Regions from separate parts of the Mus musculus genome. Here regions 1 and 3 are each linked to region 2. Evidence: chromatin contacts called from public Hi-C data. All regions are on one chromosome and are shown on one strand. The core of a region is the stretch at or near the end of the contact, and the rest is flanking DNA. Distances in the headings are between cores, read along the strand shown.

Region 1 (3,977 bases), core at 665-3,164, 63 kb before region 2:
GCTTAGTTCTACCTAGCCTGGCAGGGTGTCATAGGCCTTTAATCCCAATGTTGGGGAGAAGAGAAAGGCAGATCTCTGTAAGTCTGAGACCAGCCTGGTCTATATAGTAAAGTCCAGGCCACCCAGGACTGCATACTAAGACCCTGTCTCAAAGAACAAAAAGCTTATTTTGGAAGAGACTAAAGCCCCAAACTCAAAAGCCAACCTCAAAAAGACCTTCTATCATCAACATAGGTTAAAGAATCTATAATGTCTTAACTGAACATAATCTTGCTGAGTTTAAATGGCCCTCCACTTAATCTATTAAAAAGAAGGAGGAGGAAGAGGAGGAGGAGGAGGAGGAGGAGGAGGAGGAGGAGGAGGAGGAGGAGGAGGAGGAGGAGGAGGAGGAGGAGGAGGAGGAGGAGGAGGAGGAGAAAATGTCTGGGACTGGAGAGATAGCTCAGCAGTTAAGAGCACTGGCTGCTCTTCCAGAGGTCTTGAGTTCAAATCCCAGTAACCGCATGGTGGCTCATAACCATCTGTATAATATGTGATCTGATGCCCTCTTCTGGCATGTAGGTGTATATGCAGATAGAGCACTCAGACATTAAATAAGTAAATACATCTTAAATGACCCTCTAGGTATTTAACATATACAAACAAGGCTGAAAACTGGGGAGTCAGTGCTTTTAAGAACAGTTTACATTTAGTTTCTATTTGGAGAGGTATGCGTGCACGGGCATGTACCACAATGTCTGAGCAAAGATGAGAAGATAGCTTGCAGAAGCCATTTCTCTCTCTCTCCATCATGTTTCAGGGATCAAACTCACGTTGCCAGGACTGGTAGCAAGCACCTCTACCCACTGAGCTATCTTGCCAAGCCCTCATTTTGTTTTTGGGTTTGCTTGTTTGTTTTCTATTTTTGAGACAAAGTCTTGCTTTGTGGCTCGGGTTGTTCTCAGATTCACTGTCCCCCTTTCTCTGTGTCTTAGATGGGGTGCCTATCGCCGTGATACAATACTGTGACCAAAAGCTGCTTGGGGAGAAAAAGGTTTATCTCCTCTCACAACTACCAGAGCACACAGGGAACTCAGGGAGGGGACTCAAAGCAGGAACATGGAAGTAGGAACTGACATAGCAGAAGCTAGGGGGGCAGGGGGACATTGCTTACTTCTTGCTCCAGGTTTGTTCAGCCTGCATTCTCATACAAGGCAGAACCATCTGTCCAGGGTTGGCACTGGTGGCCCGAGGTGCCCTCAGTCCACCCACAACAATCATTAATCCATGAATGGCTCCCAGGGCTTGCCTTAGGTCCATTTTATGGAGCGTTTTTCTCATTCACGATTCCGTCTTCTCAGATATAGCTAGGTTTGTGTCGAGCTGACAAAAAGGAACCAGCATAGTCTGCTTCCCAAGTTCTGTGACCACAGGCACTGTGCTGTCACGCACAGCCTTATGGGCCCTCTTAAAAGAATCTTTGCATTGCTGGGTGTGTGGTGCACACCTTTGAGCCCAGTGAATGGCAGGCAGAAGCAGGGGGATCTCTATGAGTTCAAGGCTTATCTAAAAAAATAAATATCTTTTATTATTTGACATCATTTTTCCTTTATTGTACTTAGATAAGTAGAGAGTAGAGACTTGGATTGTACTTAGATAAGAGAGAGTAGCATGGGATAGGACTAGATAGAAAGCCACAAGAAAGGGGAGAGGAATAGGGGTAATGGAGGGATGAAAATGACCAGAGTACTGTGTATACATGTATGCCACAGGGATAAATACTTTTTAAAAAAGGAATTTATATGGGCTGTGTGGAAGTTTGAATGAAGGTGGCCTAGAGGTTCATAGGACTGGCACTATTAAGAGGTGTGGCCATGTTGGAGTAGCTGTGGGGTGGCTGGAGGAAGTAGGTAGGCTTTGAGGTTTCAGAAGCTCAAGCAAAGCCGAGTGTCTCAGTCTTCTTTCTTACTGCCTGCAGAGCCAGATGTAGAACTCTCAGCTCCTCCTCCAGCTCCATGTCTGTTTGTATGTGGCCATGCTTCCTGCCTTGACAATAATGGACTAATCTATAAGCCAGCCCCAGTTAAGCGGTTTTCTTTGTAAGGGTTGCCATGGTCATGGTGTCTCTTCACATCAATAAAACCCTAACTAAGACAGGGTGTTCACTAGTGGTGCAAGGGGTGAAAAGACATCCAGACAGGATGGAGGTTGCTAAAGAGAAGCTCTGATGAATGGGATTTGAGGAATAGGTTTGGGCGATAGCATTTCCCCTCACATCTGTACCCTTTAAAATAATAATAGTTACTTACTGGGTGCTGGTCACTGTGCTTCAGATACTAAGCATTTATACACGTCTTTTTAAAACCTAATAATAAACCCATGTGCTATTATTATCCCAGTTCTCAGACAGGAAACTCAAGGCAGCCAAAATACTCAGTCAATAAATAGCAGCACCATGGGATTTTTGTTTGTTTGGTTTGGTTTGGAGATTTTTTTGTTTTGTTTTATTTTGGTTTGGTTTTGGTTTTTCAAGACAGGATTTCTCTGTGTAGCCCTGGCTGTCCTAGAACTCACTCTGTAGACCAGTCTGGCCTCGAACTCAGAAAGCGTCTGCCTCTGCCTCCTGAGTACTGGGATTAAAGGCCTGCGCTGCCACTGGTCAAGGAAATCTGTTTTTATGAGAACTGCTATAGTGCAAGTGTTTGTCACACTCTTCTGTGTGATCTTGCAAGCGCCAGCAAGCTCTTAATGTAGCTTTTGGGTTTTTTGTTTTGTTTTTATTTTTACTTATTTTTGTGGTACCTGGAATAAAACTGAGGGCCTTTACAAGCAAGGCAAGGGTTCTACCGCTAAGTCCTACCCCAGCTCTGATGTTGCTGTTTTATTTTATTTATTTTTGTGAGTATTTGTGTAGACGTGCTATGTACGGCACTTGTGGAGGTCAGAGAACAATTTCCAGAAATTAGTTCTCTTCTTCCAGTCCTGGGTCCTGCAGATTGAATTCTGGCCATGAGCATGGCTGCAGGCACCTTCAACCGCTGAGTTGACTTGCCTGCTCTGTGTAGAGGTTTAAATAGTCATGCTTTCTCCTCACTCTTCTCTTCTGCACCCCCCCACTTCTTCCTTGTTACTATTCTTTTCTTTTTAGATTTAAAAAATTACTTTTAAAATACTCGACAATTTCGTATATTAATACACGTATAAGCCGGGCAGTGGTGGCATACGCCTTTAATTCCAGCACTTGAGAGGCAGAGGCAGGCAGATTTCTGAGTTTGAGGCCAGCCTGGTCTACAGAGTGAGTTCCAGGACAGCCAGGGCTATACAGAGAAACCCTGTCTCAACCCGCCCCCCCCCCAAAAAAACCCCAAAACACGTATATATGGTCCTGGATGGTATACATACTATAGATGTCGATCATATTGTATTGGGTGTTTTGTTTGGAGGCTGGATGTGAGAGTTGTCAGTGAACATTACTGGTAGGGCATGATTTCTGAGCACGGAGGAAGCCCTCACAAGTTCAAGGCCTACTACTTGTCCAGAGGACCACACGCAGAGACATAGTTAATCCCACAGCCGTCAGAAATGAGCGCTTCTCATGTTTTCAAAACAAGAAGCCCTGCTTGTTTGAGATGTGGGTCTTCTGACAGCCAGGGACCTTGAACTTGGCCCTACACAGCCCTCGATCTCACGTTCCTAGTTCTGCAGCTTGGTGTTCATGAACTTGATGCTTGGACAATAGGAACCTGGCCACTGTGCTCTGGAGCTTCTCACAGATGCCCAGTTTCTGCCGGGAGTCTCTCATCCTCTGCACAGGACAGCATTGTGATGTCGATGATGGGAAAGGGTGGAGCCTCATCCGAATAAGACAGCCATCTTGCCACAACTGTACCTGCTGCTTGTCACACACATGGCCTCCAGGGTTTTAGAGGAGAGGCACTCATCTTCATCTGATACCTCGTGGTCACAGAGTGGGAATTTATCCATTTTTGGCTTCTTCC
Region 2 (3,510 bases), core at 200-2,699:
TTAGGACATAGATAAAGCAGTTTAGGCCTTGGACTTCTCAAAAGCAAAGATATGAGTGAATTTAGGGTAAAGGTGGGTGAAAGAGAAAGCTAAACGGACTGGAGAGACACTGTCGGCCTGCAAAATTGAACTTCTGTTCTTCCTACTTCATCTTCTTTCTATCTTCCTTCCTTCCTTCCTTCCTTCCTTTCTTTCTTTCTTTCTTTCTTTCTTTCTTTCTTTCTTTCTTTCTTTCTTTCTTTCTTTCTTTCTTTCTTCCTTTCTATCTACCCTACCTACCTACCTACCTACCTACCTACCTACCTATTTACCTACAGGGTCTCTTTGCAAAGCCCTGGCTGTCTTGGAACTCACTATGTGGACCAGGCTGGCTTCCAAATCACAGAGATCCACCTGCCTCTGCCTCCCAGCTGCTGGGATTAAATATGTGCATCACCAAGCTCAGGAGCTGTATACCAGCTCTGTATTTTTATTTTTAACTGACTAAATGGAACAGTGAATAGGCAAGTGTCTCTACCAAGAGTCCCAATAGAAGTGAATTTTTAGTCCCAAATGTTCTAACTGGTGGGATAGGAGGAGGTGGAAGCAAAGGCAGTTGAGTGCTTCCAAATGCTATCACCAAACTGTTGACAGAACCATTAAACACAGTTGTCCCAGAGAGGGCAAAAACTGGGCACACCTGTGCAGAGCCCAGCTGCTCTAAGGCGAGCAGTGTTGCCTGCTATGGGCTAACAGGGGAACTCCTTTTGTGAAAGATCTCCAGAGCAGGCAATTCATGCAAGCCTCAGGCATTGTTTAGGGTATTTGACTAGGAAAGGAATGGTCAGCTGGACAGATTAGGGACTGACTGAAAGATTAACGAAGCCAGTTTAGCTGACACTGTTTTGCAGGCCGACAGTATCTCTCCAGTCTGTTTAATTTTCTCTTTTACCCACCTTTACCCTAAATTCATTCACATCTTTGCTTTTGAGAAATCCAAGGCCTAATCTGCTTTCTTTACCTATGTCCTAAATCTATCTGTATCTTTTTTTTTTTTTTTTGATTATTTAGTTCCCAAGGATGCTTTTTAAATTACTTGATTGTCCCATAATTTCAAGTGACTCACTTCTGTCTTATCTAAGTTGTGTGTTGTTGAAGGACAGACTGAGTCAAGTAGAATTTAGACCACAAAGCAACTTATGACAGGTTTTTTTGCCACTGCTTCTGTCTTATTCCTTAACGGTCAGTATCAGACTCCGCCTTGTCCCATCTCGCAGGCTGCCTTTTCAAACTCTAAGGAAGTTGACTTGGCCTCCTCGTAGCCACACTGGAGGAGAGTTGGGGTGGAGCCAGAAAGCCAGGTAGCTAGAGAAGCCCAGTGGGTACCCTAGATATGGGAGGGGGCGTGGCAGTGGGCGTTGCCGGACGCCGCAGGACCACCAATGGCATCCCGGAGCTCGGGGCGATGCGCGTGACGCAGCCGCGGGCTGGGAGGTTGGGGCGGAGAACGGGGGTGGGGGCCTGCGCTTTATCTTCCTCCGTAGCCCGGCTGGCGGCGTAGCGGGCCGGCGAAGGGACATCCTAGTCTCCGACCGTCCTGCGGCCGCCCAGCCTACCGCCTAGACCGCCGCAGCTGCCCTCCGCTCGCAGGTAACCTCAAGCTTCCGCTCCCCTCCTCCTTTCCTGACCAGGTCCACCCTGAGCCCGAGAAGAAGGGGACTGCGGTGGCGGCGCCGCTCCGGCTCTGCGGGCCTGGCCTGGGCCGGACTGTCCCACCCGGACGCTGTCTGCTGCCTGGGGAGGGTCCCGCTGAGTTTGGAGGGGAGAGCGGGAAAGTTACCCGCAGCCATCCAATGCATCCGATGACTGGCAGCCTTTTCATTATTAGTGATGGTTTGATGTCCCCTCCGAATCATGTGGCGTCTCTCAAGCCAGTCAGTAGTGAAGAAAGTTGAGAATTAGAAGTCATTGCACTCTTTGAAAAGCGACATTAAAAAAAAAAAAAAACCGCTCAGGAAATCAGCTTTCTTTCTTTCTTTCTTTCTTTTTTTTTCTTATTTTCTTTTTTTTTTTTTTTTGATGTGGGCGGAGGAAATGTATATATATATGAAGGGAAAGATGGCACTACCAGGCACCAGACTCTATATGGGCCAGGGAAAAACCTGTTTCAAGCTCATATTCTGTTTTTAAGTAGCGGGGGGGTGGGGGGGGATTAAGTGTCTGTCTTTGATCTTAAGTGCTAATAGACACGTAACTTAAGCAATATATATATTCAGCGGTTTTTTGGGAGGAGACATTGTTGTAAGCTCCAGTCTCTGCATTTTATATAAAACTCCTTGGTCACTGTAATACTTAAGTAGTTGCCACTGTGTCTCCCCCGCCCCCCCAAACTTCTTGCCTTCTTCAAGAATGCAGAATCCAACTTGAATACTTCTTTTTCTTTTGTTTGCTTTCAACTGGGAAATATAAATGACTTGGTTTTTTGAAAAGCCAGCTCAGGCGGCACAGGAGTGGGGCTTGCGAAGAGCTCTGATGCTGTGAAGAGTAAGGAGAGGAAACGTGGAGAAGCACACGGCTTAGCTTGTCACGTGCTTGGAACTGGTCAGGGGTTTCACGTTCTTTCAGGACTCAGACCCAGCTCTAGGCGCCTGAGCTCCTGCTATCTTAAAGGCTGGGCGGGTTCTTCAGGCTCTAGCTCTCCTTCCTTGTGCCTGGAAAGCTGCTTCTTATCTCCTGGACCATTTTCCCCGGGGGCCTTATTCCCCTTCTTCCGCCGCCCCCTAAGCATTCCTCAAATCAAAGATCACTTCCCGGTGGGAGCCACTGGTCAGTCTGAGCCTGTTAGCATTCTGAAGTCTCCTTACCAGCAGGAATCATCTGTAGTAAATAGATGCTTTGTTTTATAGTGAATTTCACGAGGTTAGTCTATCTTTTCTGTGTCTTCTCAGTATCTTGCAGGAATAGAACTAAATAAGAGTGTGGGGGGGGTGTCAAAAAAGGAACTTTGAGAAAAAACATTAACTTTAGGCCTTAACATAGGAGTGAGTGCCTGTTTCCTATGGAAGTTTCATTTGTCAGACAGGACTCTTAGAATTGTGTCCGTCCCCCCCCCGCCGTGTTGGATAACTAGTTATATTTAGTCATTTGTAAGTAAAGTAAACTCAGATGTATATAAAATTTGCTCAAGTACTCATATTCTTTAGTCTTGTTAATTGACCCTGTTCTGTTAGCTTCTTGAAAAAGTTGTAGGGTTGCCAGGTGAGTTCAAGGACAGCCAGGCTATACAGAGAAGAAACCTTGTCTTGAAAAACCAAACCAACCAACCAACCAACCAACCAAAAAACCTACAAAAGCCTCTCCCACCCCCCCCCCAAACCAAACCAAAACACCCCCTAAAAATGTACACATTATGCTTTGGACTGTTAATTTCCTCCCCTCTCTCCCTCCCTCCCTTCCCCCTGTCCTTCCCTTCTTTCTGTGGGCAGGATCTCATGGAGCCCAGGCTGTTCTAACACTGGGTAGTTGAGAATG
Region 3 (3,659 bases), core at 901-3,400, 34 kb before region 2:
TGTGTGTGTGTGTGTGTGTGTGTGTGTGTGTGTGTAGGGGGGACTATCTTGATTGCTAACTGGTGTAGGAGGAGCTGCCAAGGGAAGGTAGCACCATTCCCTGAGCAGGAGACCCTGGACTGTGTAAGAAAACTAGTTCAGCATGAACCAGATAGCCGTGTTTCTCTGTGGTTTTATTTTCCCCTTGAGAGGACACACACAAAGAGAGAGAGAGTCAGAGACAGAGAGAGACACAGCGAGAACTGTGTATATATGATGTGCCTGTGTGAGTGAATGCCAAGTATGAGTTAACATGACCATGGACACCAGAAGACAACTTGGGATTGGACTTACAGGTGATTGTGAGCTGCCTGATGTGGTGGTGTGTGGGACATGACTCGGATCCTTTGGAAGGAAAGGCTCTTAACTGCCGAGCCATCTCTCCAGCCTCTTCCATGGTTCATGCTCATGAACTTCTTTCAGTAATGGGTTCTATCCTGTAAGATGAGACAAACCCTTTCTTCCCCTACACTTCTCTGGTTTTTGTTTTGGTTTTTCGAGACAGGGTTTCTCTGTTATCGCCCTGGCTGTCCTGGAACTCACTCTGTAGACCAGGCTGGCCTTGAACTCAGAAATCTGCCTGCCTCTATCTCCCGAGTGCTGGGATTAAAGGCGTGCGCCACCACACCCGGCGCTCTACACTTCTCTTAGAGTGTTTTATCACAGCAACAGAGAGCAAACCAGGACACTTTCCTGGAGCACTTCCTACCTGTACAAATGTGGAGGCTTGACTTGGTTAAGCTGACTGACTAAAGCCTTCTCAGTCAGGCTTATGGCTTCCCATGCAGTCCCTTCCTCTCCCACTCCTGTTCTTTTAGCTGGAGATCAAATCTATGGTGTAAGCATGGTGAGCCCAGCTTCTGCACCTGGGCTACATCCCAGCCCAGATTTATGCCCATTAGACAATCATCTCAAAAAGAAAAAGAAAAAAATCGAAAGAAAAAAAAGTGAAAAAGCCGGGCGTTGGTGGCATACGCCTTTAATCCCAGCACTCAGGAGGCAGAGGCAGGCAGATTTCTGAGTTCAAGGCCAGCCTGGTCTACAGAGTGAGTTCCAGGACAGCTAGGGCTACACAGAGAAATCCTGTCTCAAAAAACACAAAAAACACACACACAAAAAAAAAAAAAAAAAAGAAAGAAAGAAAGAAAGAAAGAAAGGAAGGAAGGAAGGAAGGAAGGAAGAAAGGAAGAAAGGAAGGAAGGAAAAAGAAAAAAGACAATCCTCTTGAAAAATTAGGCACTTGTAGAAGTTATTTCATTTCTGGTCCAGTAACTATTCTCAAACTTTTCTAAAGCCAGGGTTGTTAGATCAAATACTGAGTGTATTGGATTCTTATTTGCCAAATTTGCCAACTATGTCTATATGTCACCCTTGAGACAGCTCCATTCTTTTCTTTTTTCTTTTTCTTTTCTTTTAGAGACAGAGTCTCTCTATAGAACCCTGGCTGTCCTGGAACTCACTCTGCAGACCAGGTTGGCCTTGAACTCAAAAATCCACCTGCTTCTGCCTCTCCAGTGCTGGGATTAAGAAAAGCACCCTCATTGCCTGGGGATCACCTCCCTTCTTTGCTTCGTCACTGCCTTCTCTTTTTAGTCTTAATGTTTTAGAGAGGACAGTTTCTTCAGTATAATTGGTACATGGAAATATCACTTGGATTACTTAAAGATTTTATTGATTCTGTTACTGAAAGCCTTTTCTGTCTTATCTTTCAGTGTTTGGGGTGTGGAAGTAGTGAGAGTTACCTATTCCAATGTTCTGTAACAGCTTTTCCCAAGATTGAAACAGTCCATCCCACAGGGGACCTCTTTAAGCAGGAAGGTAGACAATTCAAAATGGCTTCAGGAAGTCCCTGAAACTTAACAGATTCACTTGGTCCCTCCCTGCCAGAGTAAGCAATCAAAGCTGAGAGCCTCTCTCAGAAGGAGTTGAGCTTCAGAGAGGACTCTCATACAAGACAAGCTTCAAAGAAGGCTCTGATACTTGACCAGCCACTGAAAGAAGCAGAAAGCAGCAGAGTTCAGATTTTGTGAGTTGTCACCATGCTGGGGTGGGCCTTGATGATGCAGTTTTCTTTGAGTCATTTCCACTCCTGTGAGTAATCCCTCACTCATATTCCTGTAAGTAATCCTAATAAAACTCATTGGTCACCAAGTCAGATGGTATGCATACTTTGGTTTGTGGTGGGATATCTATCTGGGGTGAATAAACCCATGTGTTATTTCTCCCCAGGAAACGTTTTGTCACACAACACCGGTAATATCCATGATGTCTGTGTTTTCCTCGTCCTCTTTAATCTGCTTGAATCAAACTGAGCTTAAATTAAACCAGACCAGGTTCACCTCTCTCACAATAAGTTGCTGAGAGAAGAAATTTAAGTCCCAAACACAATCACCATTGGTCTTCATGTGACAGCCCTGGAGGCCTGGAAGAGCTGATGACATAATTATATTTTGAGTCTAACAGCCTGATAAGCAGGAGAACCGACAGGATGAGGCTAGCCCAAGTCCAAACCTAAAGACAGGAGAAAGCCAGGTCTATGTCACGCAAGGCTGCAATCCAGCTGTGGGAGGTTGGCTGAGGGATTCCAAGCTCAAAGTTGTTCTGAAGGAAGAGTGCACCCAGGGTATGCTAGTGAGGTCCTGCCTCAGAATAAAGAGTAAAATCAGGGTGCTGGTTCTACAGTTCAGTTAGGGGGTGCTTTCCCAGCAGTCATGAAGACCTTGCCTTGATCCCCACCACCACATAAAACAGGCCCGGCAGCACACATCTGTAATTCCAATACTTAGGAGGTGGAGGAAGAAGGATCGGCGGTACAAGGTGATTCTCAGCAGCAATAGTGAATTTATGATCAGCTTGGTCTATGAGAGAACCAGTCTCAAAGGCAAACAAGGGCTGGAGGAATGGCTTGATGGTTAAGGAACGTATTCCTCTGTAAGAGGACTCGGGTTTGATTCCCAACACCCACATCAGGCAACTCACAAATGCCTGGAACTCTAGCTTCAGGGAGCCAGTGCTTGTCTGATCTCCTCGGGCACAGACACACATACATACACATACTTAAATAATAAAACTTAAAAATCAAACAATCTCAAACAATAATGAATCGTAAAAGAGAAATGAACAAACAAAACAAAACAAAACAAAAAAGAAGTTCAGCCATTTTAAAGTTACCATTCTGCCAGGCAGGATAGCTGTGGTGGTTTGAATGAAAATGGCCCCCATAGACTCATAAGAAGTGACATTATTAGAGGTGAGGTCTTGTTGGAGTAGGTGTGCCCTTGTTGGAGGAAGTGTGTCACTGGGGGTGGGCTATGAGGTTTCCCGTGCTTGAGACAAGCCAGTGTCCCACTTTCTTCCTGCTGTCTTCGGATCCAGATGTAGAACCCTCCAGCATCATGCAATGTCTGCCTGCATGCCACCATGCTTCCTTCCCCGTGACAATAATAAACCTCTGAACTGTAAGCCAGCCCTCATTAAATGTCTTCCTGTAAGAACTGCTGTGGTCTCTTCACAGCAATAGAAACCTTAAATAAGAAAGTAGTATTCTCTATAATCCCAGTAATTGTGTGGTGGAGGACCAGGAGGTCAGGCTAGCTTAGGCTACACAGTGAGATCATGTC

Evidence for each region. Hi-C and Micro-C count contacts between places; a contact is called where the count stands out from the background.
Region 1: a Hi-C map of conventional type 1 dendritic cells shows a contact between it and region 2, with 1.6 times the contacts expected there. The contact joins the enhancer-like site here to the promoter of Soat1 in region 2. A contact is called at or near these places in 7 of 39 promoter capture datasets (the 3T3-L1 cell line, 3T3-L1-derived adipocytes, the HPC-7 cell line and 3 more), 17 of 484 Hi-C or Micro-C datasets (CD4 T cells, the G1E-ER4 cell line, Th1 cells and 10 more), 9 of 115 datasets of contacts at active chromatin or transcription factors (the HPC-7 cell line, bone marrow-derived dendritic cells, bone marrow-derived macrophages and 6 more) and 3 of 9 other capture datasets (adipose tissue, liver and pancreatic islet).
Region 3: a Hi-C map of embryonic fibroblasts shows a contact between it and region 2, with 2.1 times the contacts expected there. The contact joins the enhancer-like site here to the promoter of Soat1 in region 2. A contact is called at or near these places in 4 of 39 promoter capture datasets (3T3-L1-derived adipocytes, the HPC-7 cell line, macrophages and 1 more), 6 of 484 Hi-C or Micro-C datasets (CD4 T cells, CD8 T cells, the HPC-7 cell line and 3 more), 4 of 115 datasets of contacts at active chromatin or transcription factors (embryonic hindbrain, embryonic stem cells, extraembryonic endoderm stem cells and 1 more) and 3 of 9 other capture datasets (adipose tissue, liver and pancreatic islet).

The regions. Positions count from the first base shown.
Region 1 is chr1:156,535,153-156,539,129 of GRCm38.p6, reverse strand. It overlaps the pseudogene Gm17975. Among named protein-coding and RNA genes, the nearest start is that of Abl2, 22 kb to the left of the region's middle. Within about 2 kb of position 1,914, at least 17 of the 459 cell types and tissues checked have an H3K27ac peak or open chromatin away from gene starts, as enhancers often do. A contact at or near this core is called in bone marrow-derived dendritic cells, conventional type 1 dendritic cells and regulatory T cells, where this site is marked.
Region 2 is chr1:156,472,267-156,475,776 of GRCm38.p6, reverse strand. Soat1 (sterol O-acyltransferase 1) reads left to right here and starts at 1,449. Exons shown (of 16, transcript NM_009230.3): 1 at 1,449-1,629.
Region 3 is chr1:156,506,447-156,510,105 of GRCm38.p6, reverse strand. No RefSeq gene overlaps it. Among named protein-coding and RNA genes, the nearest start is that of Gm39682, 32 kb to the right of the region's middle. Within about 2 kb of position 2,150, at least 31 of the 459 cell types and tissues checked have an H3K27ac peak or open chromatin away from gene starts, as enhancers often do. A contact at or near this core is called in embryonic fibroblasts and pancreatic cancer cells, where this site is marked.